2 separate regions of the Mus musculus genome follow, and region 1 is linked to region 2. Evidence: chromatin contacts called from public Micro-C data. All regions are on one chromosome and are shown on one strand. Each heading gives the region's core, a stretch centred on a gene start, on an enhancer-like site or on the middle of the called end of the contact. The rest is flanking DNA. Distances are from core to core; before and after follow the strand shown.

Region 1 (3,901 bases), core at 560-3,059, about 23 Mb before region 2:
AGGAAGGGCAACTTGAAACTGCTCTCAAGAGGCTGAATTTTTTCCCCCCTTCAAATTTATCCTGGAATTAAATTAGACACCCCCAGCTCTCTCTCGAATCTTCCCTCTTTTTTTTTCCTTCTAAAAGTGGAGGAAAGAAAAATAGAACGGATGAGCACTAACTAGCTCATTAAAAAAAAACTCTCAAAAATTGCCTTAAAAATGGATTTTCTTAAAAAAAAAATAGCAGCAGCAGGAAAACGCTGAGTCCGCAGAGCAGGGCGAAAGAGCGGGCTTCTTTTGTTTTAATTAAAACCCTATAGTTGCTCTCGAGGTAGGATCTGCAAGGCTCTCTGTCTTTCCAAGCTTCCTTTCCAGGGTAGGTAATGCCTAGCTGGGCTCGGGCTCCGAGAGGGTGCAGGGGATCTCCCCACCCTTTAGAACGGGTCCCTTCGGCAAGGATCACACTCCCTGGGTCCCCAGTCAGGTAGACTGCCGTCGGCGGCTCCCTGCCACTTAACTTCGAAAGTTTTTTTTTTTTTTTTTTTTTTTTTTTTGCTGAAAGAGCAAAATAAAAGTACAAAGTCTGGGGGATTAGTGCTCCCCTCCCCCTCTGGCCGCCGTGGCCAGCCAAGCACTTTTGGGCTTGGCTTGCTTCCTCTGAGCTCAACAGATTTTTTTTTTTCCCTTTCCCGGTCTCGCCCTCCCTGGAGGGGGCGCGGCGGATGGAAGGCGAGAGAGGCCCCCAGCCAAGAGGTTTTTAATATTACACCTTAATAGGTTTCAGAAGGCCCCGTGGAGAAATGCTAATAGGGCTGAAATGTCAGAACCGAGAGGGATTCAGCTCGCGTTCCGCCGATCTAATCCTTTTTTCTGCTCTGGTTTTTCTTGGCGGGGAAAGGGGGAAGGAGGGGCGCCCACGCCAAAAGGGGCTTTGGGGAGGGGCGCGCGGTGCGCACTCGGCCGCAGAGCCCCACAGCCCGGGTTTCTATAGGAACCTTTTATAAGATGCAACTCACCGCTGCCGACCGCCGCGGCCTGTCCAAAATATTAATCAGTAAAGCCTTCTGACACCGCGTTTCAGGGAGGGGACCCGCAGGCAGGGGCAAAAGGAAAAAAAAAAGGCCTTGTCGCCTGCCTGCCCACCCCACCCGACCGCGACTGCTAGGGGGAAAGGGAATGAATCGCTGCTTTATTTTAAAAGGCGAGAGTGAGCGAGCAAGCGAGAGAGAAGCAGGCCTTGTTATTTTTCGTCTGAACCTCGCTCTTTGGAGTGGCACCCTAGAGAGGGAGCGCCGGGCGCGGGCGCAATGAGCAGCTCGCCGGTTCCCGGCTCTTCCCGGCTAGCTTGTCACCTCCTCCCGAAGAAGGAAGCTGACAGGAGGCCTTGCAATGCCCGGGATTGCGGCGACAACCATCTTCCTCTATTTTGATCACTCAGCCCAGACGCAGGAGGAGGGGCTGGGATGTGGGGGGAGGGAGAAGGAGAAAGAAGGGGGGGGTCTGCTGGAGCTGGTGTGGGGGAGGGCTGCCTAGAAACGGCTCGGAAAAATTCTCACCACCAGTTTTGATCATTCAGCCCCGCCGTGGGGAGCCTGGAAACTGCTGGAGCCCCGAGGTCCGTAATTGGTTTTATAGGAATGGCTGAGGGCCAAGGTGTTTACATGCGCGTGATGGGCGGCGAGCGGGACCAATGCGCTGCGGCCGGGGGCTGGCCCGAAGGGGGGGGCGGGCACCCGGGAACAATGCGTGTTTCTTCGCCTGCGAGGCTCCCCTCCCCCGTCCCCCTTAAGCCCCCCCTTCGCTTTTTTTTTTTTTTTTTTTTTTTTAGATCCAGCGAGAGGAACTTGAAAGGGGGGTTGTGTAATGTACCTTTTCCAATCCCGGGCTGTATATGGAGATTTGGGATTCTTTAAACCGGCGCTACCTGGATTTTATTAAAAAGCGGGGAGCTCGGCGGGAGGAAAGCTGGCTTTTCCGGGGGCTGCGGGAGCGGGGCCGCGGGAGGGCGGAGGAGTTGGCGCGCCGCGCGCCCGGCCCGGGGAGCGGTTTTCTACCAAAAAAAGGAAAGGCGGGCAAAAAGTGTGAGGCGGCTGCGGGTGGCGGAGGGGAGCGGCGGCCGAGGGATGGCGGGCAGTACGGGCGCCTAGCCGCGCCAGGAACCGCGGCGGTTGCCGGAGTCGCCGTCGGAGCCTGGAGCCCGGAGCCCCGCCGCGCCAGGTACGCTCCGGGCCCCGATGCTCCCCGAACTTGTGCAGCGTACCCCTTGGGTCCGCAAAGCAGAAGGTCCCCGAAACAGTCGGGGTCCCCAGAAGGGAAGCGGAGGGCAGGGATCAGGGGGAGAGGACGCATCGCTGCGCCTTGGACTCCCACCCGAGCTCTCAGTCTGCAGCACCGCCGAGGGCGGCGGTTCCCTACTTGGTTCCCGGCAGGCGGCGGGCTAGCCCGGGGACGCCGAGACGGTTTCGATTATAGGCTGTTTTTAATTAAAAGCCGGAATTCAGCCATTTTAGCTGCATTTAAGAGGGGAAAAGTAGAGAAGGACGCAGTGGAACCCCGCAGATAGCCACGCCAGCTTCTCGACCATGGCAAAGGCTGCTCCGTAGGGCTTCACCCCGACTTCCTTAAAGTGGGGCGCCTGGGCTCTGCCTTTTTCAAAACGCTGCCTTTAATGAATATTATCTTTAAGTGTATGCGGGAAGCTCCTGGCGCCTTTGAGACAAGTATCCCGGGCTGTGACGATCCTAGATTTTTTCAAAAGTAAACGCGATTCTGGTAACCAGAGCCTGATAAAGAGCGAGGGCGGGCGAGAGGAAGAGGGGGTGTTGTAACCAAAGCCACGTTAAAATAGGCGTCCTTAGCAAAGTTGGGGGAAGAGGACTTTTGGGTCTGGGCGTAGGGCGGCTGGTCACCCGGGAGCTGTGGCTTAGTCTCCGTCTGCTAGAGCGCCCCGGTTCTCCCGGAACCAGGGGGTCTAGAGTAGCCTGGGGCTGGTAGTCAGGGAGGGAAGGGTGGGCTCTCTGAGACCTCCCTACCCCCTCGGGAACAGGAAAGCGACAGATCTTTTAAACAAACAGCTTAAATAGGACTTACAGGAGGGTTTACCCGATGCTGGGGAGGCGCCCCTCCGCTGGCCCGCGCTGTTAAGTTATTTTTTTTCCTTTGTAGGTTATTTTGGGGGTGTGTGGGTCACAAAGCTAGGGTAGAATTGAGATCTTTGGAGACCCCTTCTTTCTTCTCTGATGATCCCCAAATCCTCCACACCAAGCCACGTTCTCCGGGCATCGGTATTCCCAGGCCCGGGCGTTGGAAAATGAAACCAAATCTTGTTTTGAAGGAGTCTTTTTCCAGTTCACGGGCGAGAATGCCACGTCTCGGGGACTCGGATTCTGCGACTCCCAATGGCCCAACGGGGGCAGCAGGAGGGGGGCGGTGATCTTCCTTTAAAAATAAACCCGTTTCGTATCTGACCTTGGTAAACAACAACAAAAAGCCCCTAAACCGAACACCCCTTTTATTATTATTATTATTATTCGCGGCTCACAAGGAGAAAAAAAAAAGGGAGACGAGGGCCCTAAAAAGGTTAAACATTAAACTTTGCGAATCAGATAGTTGGTATGGCGTTATGGACACATTTCAACCAACTCAAAAGCATTCGAAGTTTTAAACCTCCAGAGCTTGTGACGCCTGAAAAATAAACTACGGGTTTGGATTTAGCTGAACGGGCGCGGTCTGTTGAGTGGCCTTCCCCAGTTAGGGAGAACTTCGTAGGCAAGAGACGGGGCTGGGACACAGCGAGCCGGGCCGCTTCCCTGAGCCACGTCCCTGGGAACCCTGAACTGCTGGAGGAAGGACCCTAGGTTTTCGCATTTCGAGGAGAGGGGGCGGCTACTCCCGATTTTATTTCTGGCCACCAGCTCGG
Region 2 (3,341 bases), core at 46-2,545:
GGCTTTAAGGTCTGTCCTGGGAAATAAAATCCAACAGAAAGAACTAAACGTAAAGAATATTTCAGAATGGCTTCACAAACGGGCTTCCTGCAACAAGGTGATTTTCTCGAATGCTGCAGAAGCCGAGTGCGCGGTCTCCTTCAATGGAAAACACCCTGTATTTTGTAAGGAACCCCGGATACGAGTCCCTAGGAACCATACTGAGGGCCCGGGTAGGCTGAAACTTCCTGACCCTTAAGGCAGGGCCCTGGAGTCTCCGCATATTTGGGGGGACAGGAAGTTTTCGTTTCAAACGTCAACAGTCAGCCAGAATCTACTGTTTTAAGAGTCAGACAAAAGAGATGTGAAATTTTTCAGATGGTTTGGGGGGAGGGGTCCCCCACTGATTACTTACTTACCTTCCTGACTTCGTGATGACCATCTCTGTACCCCGCTTGTGAAACTGGTCCCAAAGTTCCTTGGCCTCCAGGTGCACCTTAGGGTCATCTTCTACGTCTTCTTCGGGTTCCATGGTCTTCAGAGGCCTCAGATGTGCCTGGGGTCCCAGGGATGAGAAAGGGATGCCGGTCTCAGCAGCCCCCACTAACTGATCCATGATGGGCTTGGCCAGAGCTCCGGGGAGCGAGAGCGCCGCGGCGCCGTTGGGAGGCAGCGTTAGCGCGGGGAAGAAAGGCGGCTGGTGGCCCAGTACCGCGCTCATGGCGAAGTCCGGCGCCCGGTGAGGTAGGAAGGGATGATAGGCCATGCTTGTCCCAGGGATAACCGGATCTCTCATGGAGAGGCTCATCCACTCCAGACAGGGAACCAGTCCGCAGCTGCTGGCTTGGCTCCGCTTTTGTTGTTGCTTTTCAAAAATAATAATTAAAAAATTCAACAGCGACGCATAGTTTTGTTTAAAATAAAAAAGAGGGCAAATTACAAATAAAGCGTTTGAAAGGGAGGGGGAAAGTGTCTTTGGGGGGAAGAGAACGCCGCTTTTAAAGAGGACAAAGCGGCAGCAGATCTGGAGACATAGCCGCTGCAGGGGCTGTCCTGGTGCGTGGAGTGTGTTGGAAAAGCCGCTCCTGGAAGTCGGTTTCAGTAGGGCAAGCAGCAAGCAGGGGCTCGACTGGCGCCCAAGCCCTGTGGCTTAGCTGGAAATAGACACTGCAGCCCTTTCCCGGGGTGGCTCCCCGGCTCCCACGCTCTTTGTTGCCAAAGCGCAAGGTTCTCGGAGACTTTTTTTTTTAACCTTTTTTTCGACTCCTTCCCCCGCCCCCTAGCTCTTCTCTGGCTTTCTCGCAGGAGGCGTCTTAGTTGAGCTAGACTCTGGCTTTCACAGGCAGCGAGATCAAGGGGGGGAGGAAAAGTCTCTCCTTTAAAAAAAAAAAAAAAAAAAAAGCGATTTAAGCCCCTTTCCAGCGGCGCTTTCAAAACTAGAACTGCGAAGCTGGCTTCGGTTCGCGATCCTCCTCTCTGGCTCCGGGCTGCGCGCAGAGTCTGGGTGGCGAGCGAATGGTGCCTGCGATCTTCTGCCTCGGGGAGCCGGCTGTCTTCCTTGTGCTAAAAAAACGTGAGCGAAATCGCTTTCCTAAAAATAATAAATTAAAAAAAAATCAGCGTCCGGGCACGCAGGGCGAGGGAGGATCAAGAAGACGGGTGCAAAAAAAAAAAAATAGGAAAGAAGGAAGAGAACGGAGTGATTGGGAGCTGGAGTAGGCAAGTAGAGGGAGGGAGAGAAAGAGAGAAAGAGAGCGAGCGAGCACCTCGCCACCCTCCTCCGCCTCTAGAATTCCCCGGGCGTCTGCTCGGCGGCTCTGGACGGTCCGGCAGCGCTGTGGGCTGCGGGAGCCCGAGGCTTGTTGATTGGCTCTTTGACGCTTTCGGACCAATTGTGTGGCTGCATAGGCGTGGTTTTCACAGGTCGAGTGCTGGGGGAATAGAGCCGAGTTATAAAAAGAAGGTGTCGGAAACTGGAACGTCGCTGCGCCGCGCGGTACTACGGCCTGTCCTGCGTTTATGTCAACATGATCAGAGGGGAGGGCGGGGAGCCACCAGGGCGCCGCGCGCTCACCAAAGTCGCCTCTAGGTGGCTGATCCAGAAGAGAGTTCGCAGCAGCCTGAGAGCTCGCCGCGGCTCCTCAGCTCAGCCTACGTCTGAAAGGCCTCAGCCATCCAAGCCGGGGGATCCGGGGAGGAGGCTGGGCCAGGGAGGAAGGGGGAGGGAGCGAGGGCGGGAGCCAGGCAGCTTGCCCGGCTTCCGAGGCGCCGGGCAGGGGCGCTCGCCTCTCGCGCGCTCCGAGCGCTACAGTTCAAGCCCGCGGCCGCTTCTCTTGTGCGGATCTGCAGCTTCTTCCCTTTCCCGGGCCCCGGGCTAGCCGAGCTGGCCGCCGAACCTCTCTTTCGGCCAATAAGCCTTAACAAAAGCTCCAGGCTCGCGTAGCTCTGAAGGGAGCCCCACATGGAACCGCCCAGCCACCTCTGAGTCAGATCCTCTAGCTCCTGCGCCCGGGTGCTTCGGATTCCCGAGCCACTAGCGCAGGGGATCCCACCAATCTTTCTGCCCGCTGCCTGCTCCCCACCCGCAGCCACGTGCAGAGACCCAAATGCCCCTTGGGATTCTGGGCCCGAACGCGCGCCGACATACTGAGACCGAGCCCCCACGCGGAAAAATAAACCACGCAAATGCATTCAAGGCCTGCGCGCCTGGCCCAGTCTACGCTCGGCTCGCTCCTTTTTTTTTTAAAAAATGTATTTACTGACCCTTTTGAGCCCAGCTCCTCTTCCATTCGGATGACGACACCAGTGTTCCACCCGGATGGGGGTGTGGGTGTAGAGAGAACGAAGCAGCTGAAACAAGTGAGCGCCTGGAACTGCGGGCCTGTCTCCTGAGAGCCTTTGCCCTCACCTCCGGGCCAGCTCGGTAGGGAGCTGCCGCTCTGGGCTTGGAGAGCTGCTCGGGGGGAGGTGCACCAGCCTCGTATCTTCCTCAGGCATCACACTTATCTCTGGGTGCCTCCGCTCCTGCTCTATCCTGGGGACTTATCGTGGCAGACGTCGGGGGCGAATTTGTAAAACAAACCGTGAAACGTCTCCCACCCCCATTTACCCCAGATGTCGGGAGACTAAGGTCTCCGCTCATCCTAGGGTGGGGAGGAAGGCCAACTGATCGATCAGACTTTGGTTGGGTGACCCTGTAGGACTCCCCTCGCAAACCTGCAGTCCTTGTTTGTGGGTAAAGGCGAACTGGGACATTCCAGTTTAAATGGAGGGCAACTTAGCAGAATTTTTAGTTTTCCTGGGACAAGACCTTTGCTTGGAAAGGGAACAGAAAGGAGGCTGGGTTTCCGGGCCTAGAGATT

The links. Hi-C and Micro-C count contacts between places; a contact is called where the count stands out from the background.
Region 1: a Micro-C map of embryonic stem cells shows a contact between it and region 2, with 21 times the contacts expected there. The contact joins the promoter of Tnrc18 here to the promoter of Tbx3os1 in region 2. A contact is called at or near these places in 3 of 39 promoter capture datasets (cranial neural crest, frontonasal cranial neural crest and maxillary cranial neural crest) and 2 of 484 Hi-C or Micro-C datasets (both in embryonic stem cells).

The regions. Positions count from the first base shown.
Region 1 is chr5:142,815,570-142,819,470 of GRCm38.p6, reverse strand. Tnrc18 (trinucleotide repeat containing 18) reads left to right here and starts at 1,809. Exons shown (of 28, transcript NM_001122730.3): 1 at 1,809-2,199. It overlaps Gm31365 (a long non-coding RNA gene), which reads right to left. Exons shown (of 3, transcript XR_377182.4): 3 at 3,479-3,901.
Region 2 is chr5:119,669,462-119,672,802 of GRCm38.p6, reverse strand. Tbx3os1 (T-box 3, opposite strand 1) reads left to right here and starts at 1,295. Exons shown (of 4, transcript NR_166476.1): 1 at 1,295-1,552. It overlaps Tbx3 (T-box 3), which reads right to left and starts at 1,570. Exons shown (of 8, transcript NM_011535.3): 1 at 399-1,570. The coding sequence starts at 787.